Linked DNA regions of Mus musculus: region 1 is linked to region 2. The links are chromatin contacts, called in public Micro-C maps. All regions are on one chromosome and are shown on one strand. Each heading gives the region's core, a stretch centred on a gene start, on an enhancer-like site or on the middle of the called end of the contact. The rest is flanking DNA. Distances are from core to core; before and after follow the strand shown.

Region 1 (3,821 bases), core at 706-3,205, 150 kb before region 2:
GGATCACTGATGACTGCAAAACAACAGAAATAGCTAAACTTATGCATATTGCCATACTTTTAAGACTCCCACACCTTCCCCCCCCCTTTTAAGATTTATTTATTATGTATACAGTGGTCTGCCTACAGGCAAGAAGAAGGCATCAGATCTCACTATAGATGGTTATAAGCCACCATGTGGTTGCTGGGAATTGAACTCAGGACCTCTGGAAGAGAAGTCAGTGCTCTTAACTGCTGAGCCACCTCTCCAGCGCACCCCCCCCCCCCGCCCCTTTAGAAGAGAGGATAGCAAATGCACTGAGACACTCATGTCTGCCATGAACCCTGTCTCAATAAACAGACATCCGCAAATAAAAAACAATATTCGGGGGGTTTGCTTTGTTTTAGTTGAGACAGGGTTTCTCTGTGTAGCCCTGGCTGTCCTAGAACTTGCTCTGCAGACCAGGATGCCTTCAAACTCAGAGAACTACCTGCCTCTGCCAGGATTAAAGGCATGCGCCACCACTGCCCAGGCACGTTTTTGTTTTTTGAAATGGGATCATGTAGCGCAAGCTGGCCTTGAACCACTAACCACCCTCTTCCTTGAACTACTAATGCTCCTGCGCTGCTAACCAAGGGCTGGGGTGTGCCACCACTAACACCGAGCTTCCAGCTATAGCTATGTACTAACAAGGAGTAAAACAAAGTCTGCTGGACTTCTCAGCCAAAGGACGGGATGACAATTTCTAATGGAACTTACCCTAAAATCATCAGTGTCAAACATGCTAAGAGTTGATTTTAACACAATTATTTTTTCTTGTTCCCACCAAATGATAATGCTTCAAAACTTCAGAAGTGTTCATTATTCTTTCCTGCCCCAGCATACAGATGGTTACCAAAGGAGACAAATTTCTTCACAAATATAAAATAAGCCAGAGTTAGCAAATGTTCACTGATGGGAGACCTGCTGTAAGCACCAAACTCCACGCCAATGCATTTGTAACAAATGGAACAGTGGTGGGCTGTAACACTGAGACTAGCTGAATATTACTCCCAAATCATGGATGGTGTCACAATGAAGCTTCTAGGTCCTCCTCTGAAACATGCTAACATGTACTTTTGTTGTCTTTGTTCTTGTTTTTTGAAACAGGGTTTCTCTGTGTAGCCCTGGCTGTCCTGACACTCACTCTGCAGACCAGGCTGGCCTTGAACTCAGAAATCCGCCTGCCTCTGCCTCCCAAGTGCTGGGATTAAAGGCGTGCGCCACCACTGCTCTGCTTGTCTTTGTATTTTAAGGGAGTTGAGACATCCATAAATTAGAGCATGGAGTTTAGGTGGTAGCTGAAATGTGGAGAGCGGTGAGCACCTCCTTGTGCTGTATATTAGTCACAGGCCCATTCAGTCACCAACAGTTTCCTAGGATGACTTTCCCTCAATGCACATCCTAAACCATCCCAGTCTGTCTTTGTTTTTCGTTTCCTGTAACATGATCAGAAAAGAACACCTTGGGGGATCCTTATCAAGGCCCAGGAAGGCTCAGCTCACCTGGAACAGCTCTGAGCTAAAACTGTGGCCCCCACAGCCTAGCATGCATTTCCAGCAGGAAGGTCACCAAGAGGTTTTTACACTTAATTGTTCATGGGTTGCTGGTCACAAACTTATTATGTGCCAAAAAGATAGCCTTGACTCCTATCTTCTTGCCTGCATCTCCCCAGTGCTGGGATTACAGGCATATGCCACCCATACCTGGCTGTCATCTAATTGTTCCAGTGGGCCAGGGACATCCAGTGTGATCCCTGTCTGGCACCCACACAGGCTTCATAGAGTCCGGGAAGTTCTCTGCACTTTCAGAGCTGTGCTATAAAGCGTGCAAAAGAAAAAGAAAACTGCTTTTTAAAACCTAGCTGGTGAAAGGTTCAGCAGTGAAGACCATGCACTGCCCGGAGGACCTGGCACCCACGTGACGCTGCTCACAACTGCCTGGAACTCCAGCTCTAGGAAATCTGACACCTCTAGCTTCTACACACACACACACACACACACACACACACACACACACACACACACACACACACACACACACACGATTAACCTTATAAGTTTTAAAAAGTAAAAACAAGCCGATTTTAAGCAACTTTTATACTTTGGATTCCTAAACAGCACACATCTTCCTATCAGAGTACAAGCCAGCGCTGATCCTGCTTAGCATCAAATAGCACCAGCCCATGTTCAGAGTGATCTGGTCATAGGTCTGAATTCAGACATTCTTATCTGAATGCAGCAACAGTGAGTTTCTTCCTGTGCCCAACACATTTTGCTGTTTTAGATTTCCACACAAGTTTCAGAAGGAAAATGTCTGAAATTTGATTTTTTCCCTCTTTTTTTTTTTTAAGATTTATCTATTTATTTTATGTGTATGAGTACACTGTAGCTGTACAGGTGGTTGTGAGCCTTCATGTGGTTGTTGGGAATTGAATTTTTAGGACCTCTGCTCACTCCGGCCAACCCCGCTCGCTCAGTCCCTGTTTGCTCTGGCCCAAGATTTATTTATTATTATACAGAAGTACACTGTCGCTGTCTTCAGATGTACCAAAAGAGGGCGTCAGATCTCATTATGGGTGGCTGTGAGTCACTATGTGGTTGCTGGGATTTGAACTTAGGAACTTCAGAAGAGCAGTCAGTGCTCTTACTGAGCCATCTTGCCAGCCCAAGAGCATGGCACACTTTATCTTTTGTAATTTTTTCTTCAGAGGTGATGACCAAACCCAGGGCCTTGCACTTGCTTCCCCCACCTCTCCCCCGCCTTTTTTTTTTTTTTTTAAAGATTTTTAAATTTACTTTATGTATATGAGTACACCATTGTTCTCTTCAGACACACCAGAAGGTGGCATCAGACCCCGTTACAGATGGTTGTGAACCACCTTGTGGTTGCTGGGAATTGAACACAGGACCTCTGGAAGAGCAGGCAGTGCTCTTAACTGCTAAGCCACCTCTCCAGCCCCCTTTTTTCCCTCTTTTTTTTTTTTGTTTTTTTAAAAATTCATGTCATGTATGAGTACACTGTAGTTGTCTTCAGACACACCAGAAGAAGGCATCAGATCCCATTGTAGATGGTTGTGAGCCACCATGTTGCTGGGAATTGAACTCAGGACCTCTGGAAGAGCAGCCAGTGCTCTTAACCTCTGAGCCATCTCTCCAGCCCCCCTTTTCCCACCTCTTAAGACAAAATTTCATACTGAAGCCCAAGATGGATTCGAGCTCACAGCAATCCTCCTGCCCCAGCTTTCCAAAGCTTGGATTACAAGTGTGTGTCACAATGACCTAGCTTCAGAGACTGGATGAGACTGTATGAAACAGTCAAAGCATTACCCTGGGAAGAAATACTGTACACAAGTCTGTTAACCCAAAGCACTGCCTGGGAGGCCCACAGCACAAGTGCTATTTTCTGCAATGAACAAAGCACTCAGCATTTCCTGTAAGGAACCCCGTGACTGGCGCATGACTTACACCACAAAGACCTATCCCCGAACCACTGCTTTGTGAAACCTGAACAGCATCTCAGAGGAAATGCTAGGGTGGAGCCCCTAACAAGCAAGAACAAGACAGCAGACAGCGGGGAAGAGAAGCATCTAAGGAGGACTAACACTGCTCTTGCCAAAGTTCTGAAAAGCAGCTAGCTGTCCGACCCTGACCGTGTGGGTCTCCCAGGAGGGAAGGCCACATAAACAGTCTGGGGGACGGGGGGACGACGACCCGAAAGCAGACAACAGCTAGCACAGCACTCCAACAGATATTTTCTTAGACTGGAAAAAGCTGCCCAAGGGTAGGTAACCTAAGTGCCAG
Region 2 (4,027 bases), core at 1,173-3,672:
AAGCAAGCAAGCAAGCAGGCAAGCAGAAGTCAAACAAAAACTCCAGACAAACCACAAAACATTTCCTGGAGCTTCCACGGCTCCCAGACAGCATCCTGCTGCAAACAAGAGTTCAAACCTATTTTATTTAAATCCTGTGTGGTGATATTCAAGCTGTTTTATCCTGCTTGAAGTTGATAATCACGAATTGGTAATAAAGTCCCTCCTGTTTGTACTCTTTGATGTCTGTGGATACCATCCTTGGAGGACGGTGACCAAGAATCAGGTTGAAGACAAGGTGGTCTCCACTGACCACCGCAGGACTATTGGAGGAGGCAACCAAACATGAGTTACTAACTACACCACTTTCATCTGTGGCTCTAGTCTTTTCCCTAGATTAAAAAATTCGAGCTCCTTATAAACTGAGTGTAAGTCTCAGTTACAACATGACTTTTGCCTTCACAAAGTCTTTGGCCCTTTTGGAGGAAGAGAAATGTGTACATAAAAATTAAATAAAGACATGCATCATAAATGAAGACCAGACATGCTTAGGAAGAAAATGCACACAGAGAAAAGTGAAGGTGAAGAACCAGCTGTACAGAGGCAAAACAGCAGTAAAAGAAACTGGGGTTGGTGGAACAAAATGGCGGCGAGGCCACTGGAACAAGGAAGCACAGAAGGAGGCAGGAGAGGACAGAGTTTCTGAGTCATTTAAGGAAGCACAGGCGGATGAATACGCTCTTGCAAGGTCAAAGGATAATCTGCACTAGAGGCGATAGAACATCAAGACTCAATAACTGATAAGTCTATTTTTCTCTGCAGCAACGTCACTGGTGATATCTGAATTTGCCGGATGAAGATAATGGAAGTAAAATATGAGGAAGTGGGAGAAATGTCTGGATGAATGGAGGGGACAGCGGTTAGGAAAAACCCTTAGCTCATTAATTCTTGGACCGAGTCACCTCCAACTTCTCTGGCGACTTTTACCAAGCCAATAGATATGAATGCATCGTTTTCTTCAGCTTGTGCAAGGCAGGATGGTCATTATGAACATGTGCACAGCACTGGAAGGCAAACTGAAGTTTACTTATTGATTTATTTTAAGTAAGACGCTACTTCTCTAGCAGAGAATGATGTCAAAGGATCTCTTTCTTCTGTTATGAAATGTTCAGGAATGCATATCTGTTCTCTTAGTCATGCATCCAGCCCCAGTCACACCCTGCAGGAGCAGGTTTGCCCTGGTGAGAGGATGGTCACCTAAACAGAGCTCTCATGGACTTAAAAGTCAGAAGAGCAAAGAGAATTCAACAGAGACCTTAGGTAGATGCACAAAATAGATGTTACTAGGCCTTTATAGCTTTTATATTATCTGGAAAAAAAATCAAGTATAAAAAGATGCTAAGCCACCCAACACCTTCCCTTCAAGGCTCAGGGATCGACACAGAAGAGGAGGAAAGATTCTAAGAGTCAGAGCTGATGGATGACTCCAAAGAAAGTGTCTTTTGTATACAACAGAACTAATTCACATACGAACTCACAGAAACTGTGACAGCACACAAAGGATGTACAGGGGATCAAGCCAGATGGAATCCTAGAGCTGAGAGGTTGAAGTGGACACAGCGTCCCACCATGAACCAAAAAGCTATCTGAAATTGGTACCCATCCGCACAAGAAAAGTACTTTTTGCCAGTGGAGTCTCACTAGGTATATTAACCACACTTCAGAGTGGGCCCCATGCCTAGGAGTTGTTGGCTAACACAAAACGAACTCAATGGTATTTTTGCAGATAACACTTTTTCACGTAAACAAACAAACCAAAAAACCAAAAAACCAAAAAAAAAAAAAAAAAAAAAAAACAACCATTAGATTGAAGGCTGTGGTTTTTATACAGCCTGTGGGCAAGACGGCTCAGTAGGTAAAGGTACTTGCCACGAAGTTTGATGACCCGAGTTTGATGCCCTGGATACACATGGTGGAAAGAGACAACTGGAAGTTGTCCTCTCACTTCCACATGAGTGCTGAACACAGTGCTAGACACCTAGAGACTGATGGGGCACTGGCTCTATCGCTTAAAGGATTGGTTTTGACCTAGGGGAAGTTCACCAGGTTTGGCTCCATTGCCAGATCAGCAGCACCACCGGCCCACTCACTATTCAGGCTCCTAGGCATCTGTTCCAGAAAATAGCCTCCGGGCGCTCGGGCCACATCCAAGATGCCACACCCATAGGTTTGGCAACTGCGGGTGTGCTGTGTAGTTTGGCTCTCCTCCTGCCCCTTTGGGCCAATCCGGGCTCCGCTGGAACTCACCTGCTCTGCAGGTACGCCAGGACGAGGCGTGGCGAGGCGCGGCGGCGGGCGTGGCCGAGGCGGGGAGGGGCGGGGCGAAGCTGCTGTGGGCGGGGACAGAGCCCGTTGAAGCTCCAGGCGCAAGGCCCCTGCCGCCAGTCGCCGCGGTGACTGCCGGGATGCGCCGCAGCGAATGGTCGCGCGGGGCGCCGCTCTGAGTGACCTTTCACCCGAGCCCAGCGGCCTCGGGCGGCGGCACAAGGCGGAAGCCATGGCGGAGGCGGCGGCGGGCGAGGCGGGCGCGAGCGAGCGGGACCCAGACGCGGGCCGCGCGCGCCGGCGGCTGCGGGTTCTGTCGGGCCATCTGCTGGGCCGGCCCCAGGAGGCTCCGAGTACCAATGAGTGCAAAGCGCGGAGAGCCGCGTCGGCGGCCGGGGCGTCGCCCGCCGCTACTCCTGCCGCACCAGAGTCGGGCACCATCCCCAAGAAGCGGTGAGTAGCGGCCCGGGATGGAGCTGGCGGCGGGAGGCCGTGAGCGGCCTGGGCTGTGGGAGAGGAGAGCACGGGAGTGGGCAGGGAGTTGGCAGGGTGGGCGGAAGGCATTCCGATCCCTGAGAGTACATCAGCTTGCGGGCTGGGAGTGGACCAGACACACCGGACTCTGTCGGGAAGGGGCGGCATGGCTTGGCCGGATTTTGGTGTCTCTTTTTGAAGGAAACACATTTCATGACCTAGTGGGAAAAGGGTTTAAGCGGATCCCCTCTTTTGGGTTTTGGAGGCTGGAAATTCATTCTCTATCTTGGAACGGGTAGCAGGAGGATTGTCTTAATCTACGACGAGGAGTTTTAAAATTGCACTAGATAATCAGATTTCTACGAATTCTCAAAAGCCTGGATGCTAGCAAGCTGGAGTGGGATGGTGGTACTCTGGGGAGAGGTGTGAGTGGTTTCTGTAGGGTAGGTTACCACTTCCTTGTGGTCATGGATTCTAACTTTAAGGGAGGAAACCAGTGAGTGAGTGAGTGAGATACAGTAGACTGCAAGCGTTAGTGACTTAAGACTTTGGTATTCCAGCTACTGATCCTTTAAGAAGCTAAAAGACAAGAGTCTGAATGAGGAATGTTTGTAAAACCTTAAGACCATTGGAGGAGAATCTCTGTCTCTGATGAAAGCTGTCGAGAGATGGTGTTTTCTGAGATGATCAGTTTGGAAAAACTTGGAGAATGAAAAAAAAAAAAGATTTTGCTAACTCGAATGTGTACTTTCAAAGTGCTGGAGATGGTGCTATTTCCATTACTTCTACGTTCCTAAGGTATTAGGTAGGTGCAGTAGTCTTCCATTTTACAGATGAAGAAATTAGAAGAAAAGGTTAAGAAGTGTGCTGCAGGTAGCAGGTACCTGTGTTACAGTTTACACATCAAAAGCAAATCAAATGGACTGCCTCATGAATTCAACCCATGTAATTAAGTTCTCACTGCATACACACTGTGCCAGAAATGCAGGGATTCTGAAATGTGCTCTTCCCTGTAGGGCACCAAAGTAATAATACAGTTTAAGAAATTTAGCTGATAATTGAAACTCATGGTCATTTAACCCTAGTTTTGAGTATATGTATTTGTTAGGATAAAGGCTTTTCTGAGCCAGGGGTTTCTGTGTAAATCTTGAAGTTTGTAATGAAAACAGCCCTGGAGGGGGAGAAAGCTCGTGGTAGACAAACAGAATGGTCACAGGTAAAGAGTGTGGGGGACTAGAGAACTACCGGA

The links. A called contact is a pair of places that touch in the nucleus more often than the background predicts.
Region 1: a Micro-C map of palatal mesenchyme shows a contact between it and region 2, with 1.5 times the contacts expected there. The contact joins the enhancer-like site here to the promoter of Agps in region 2. A contact is called at or near these places in 19 of 39 promoter capture datasets (the 3T3-L1 cell line, 3T3-L1-derived adipocytes, the C10 cell line and 12 more), 2 of 15 datasets of contacts at CTCF or cohesin (the NIH/3T3 cell line and large pre-B cells), 13 of 484 Hi-C or Micro-C datasets (the AML12 cell line, adipose-derived mesenchymal stem cells, bone marrow-derived dendritic cells and 8 more), 13 of 115 datasets of contacts at active chromatin or transcription factors (CD8 T cells, the HPC-7 cell line, the NIH/3T3 cell line and 9 more) and 3 of 9 other capture datasets (adipose tissue, liver and pancreatic islet).

Annotation. Positions count from the first base shown.
Region 1 is chr2:75,679,621-75,683,441 of GRCm38.p6, forward strand. The region is part of intron 1 of Nfe2l2 (nuclear factor, erythroid derived 2, like 2); the gene reads right to left. Among named protein-coding and RNA genes, the nearest start is that of Hnrnpa3, 22 kb to the left of the region's middle. Within about 2 kb of position 1,956, at least 40 of the 459 cell types and tissues checked have an H3K27ac peak or open chromatin away from gene starts, as enhancers often do. A contact at or near this core is called in the HPC-7 cell line, the SCID.adh cell line, palatal mesenchyme and 1 more, where this site is marked.
Region 2 is chr2:75,829,755-75,833,781 of GRCm38.p6, forward strand. It overlaps Agps (alkylglycerone phosphate synthase), which reads left to right and starts at 2,423. Exons shown (of 20, transcript NM_172666.3): 1 at 2,423-2,757. The coding sequence starts at 2,459. It overlaps Gm34861 (a long non-coding RNA gene), which reads right to left and starts at 2,433. Exons shown (of 3, transcript XR_866490.3): 1 at 2,287-2,433.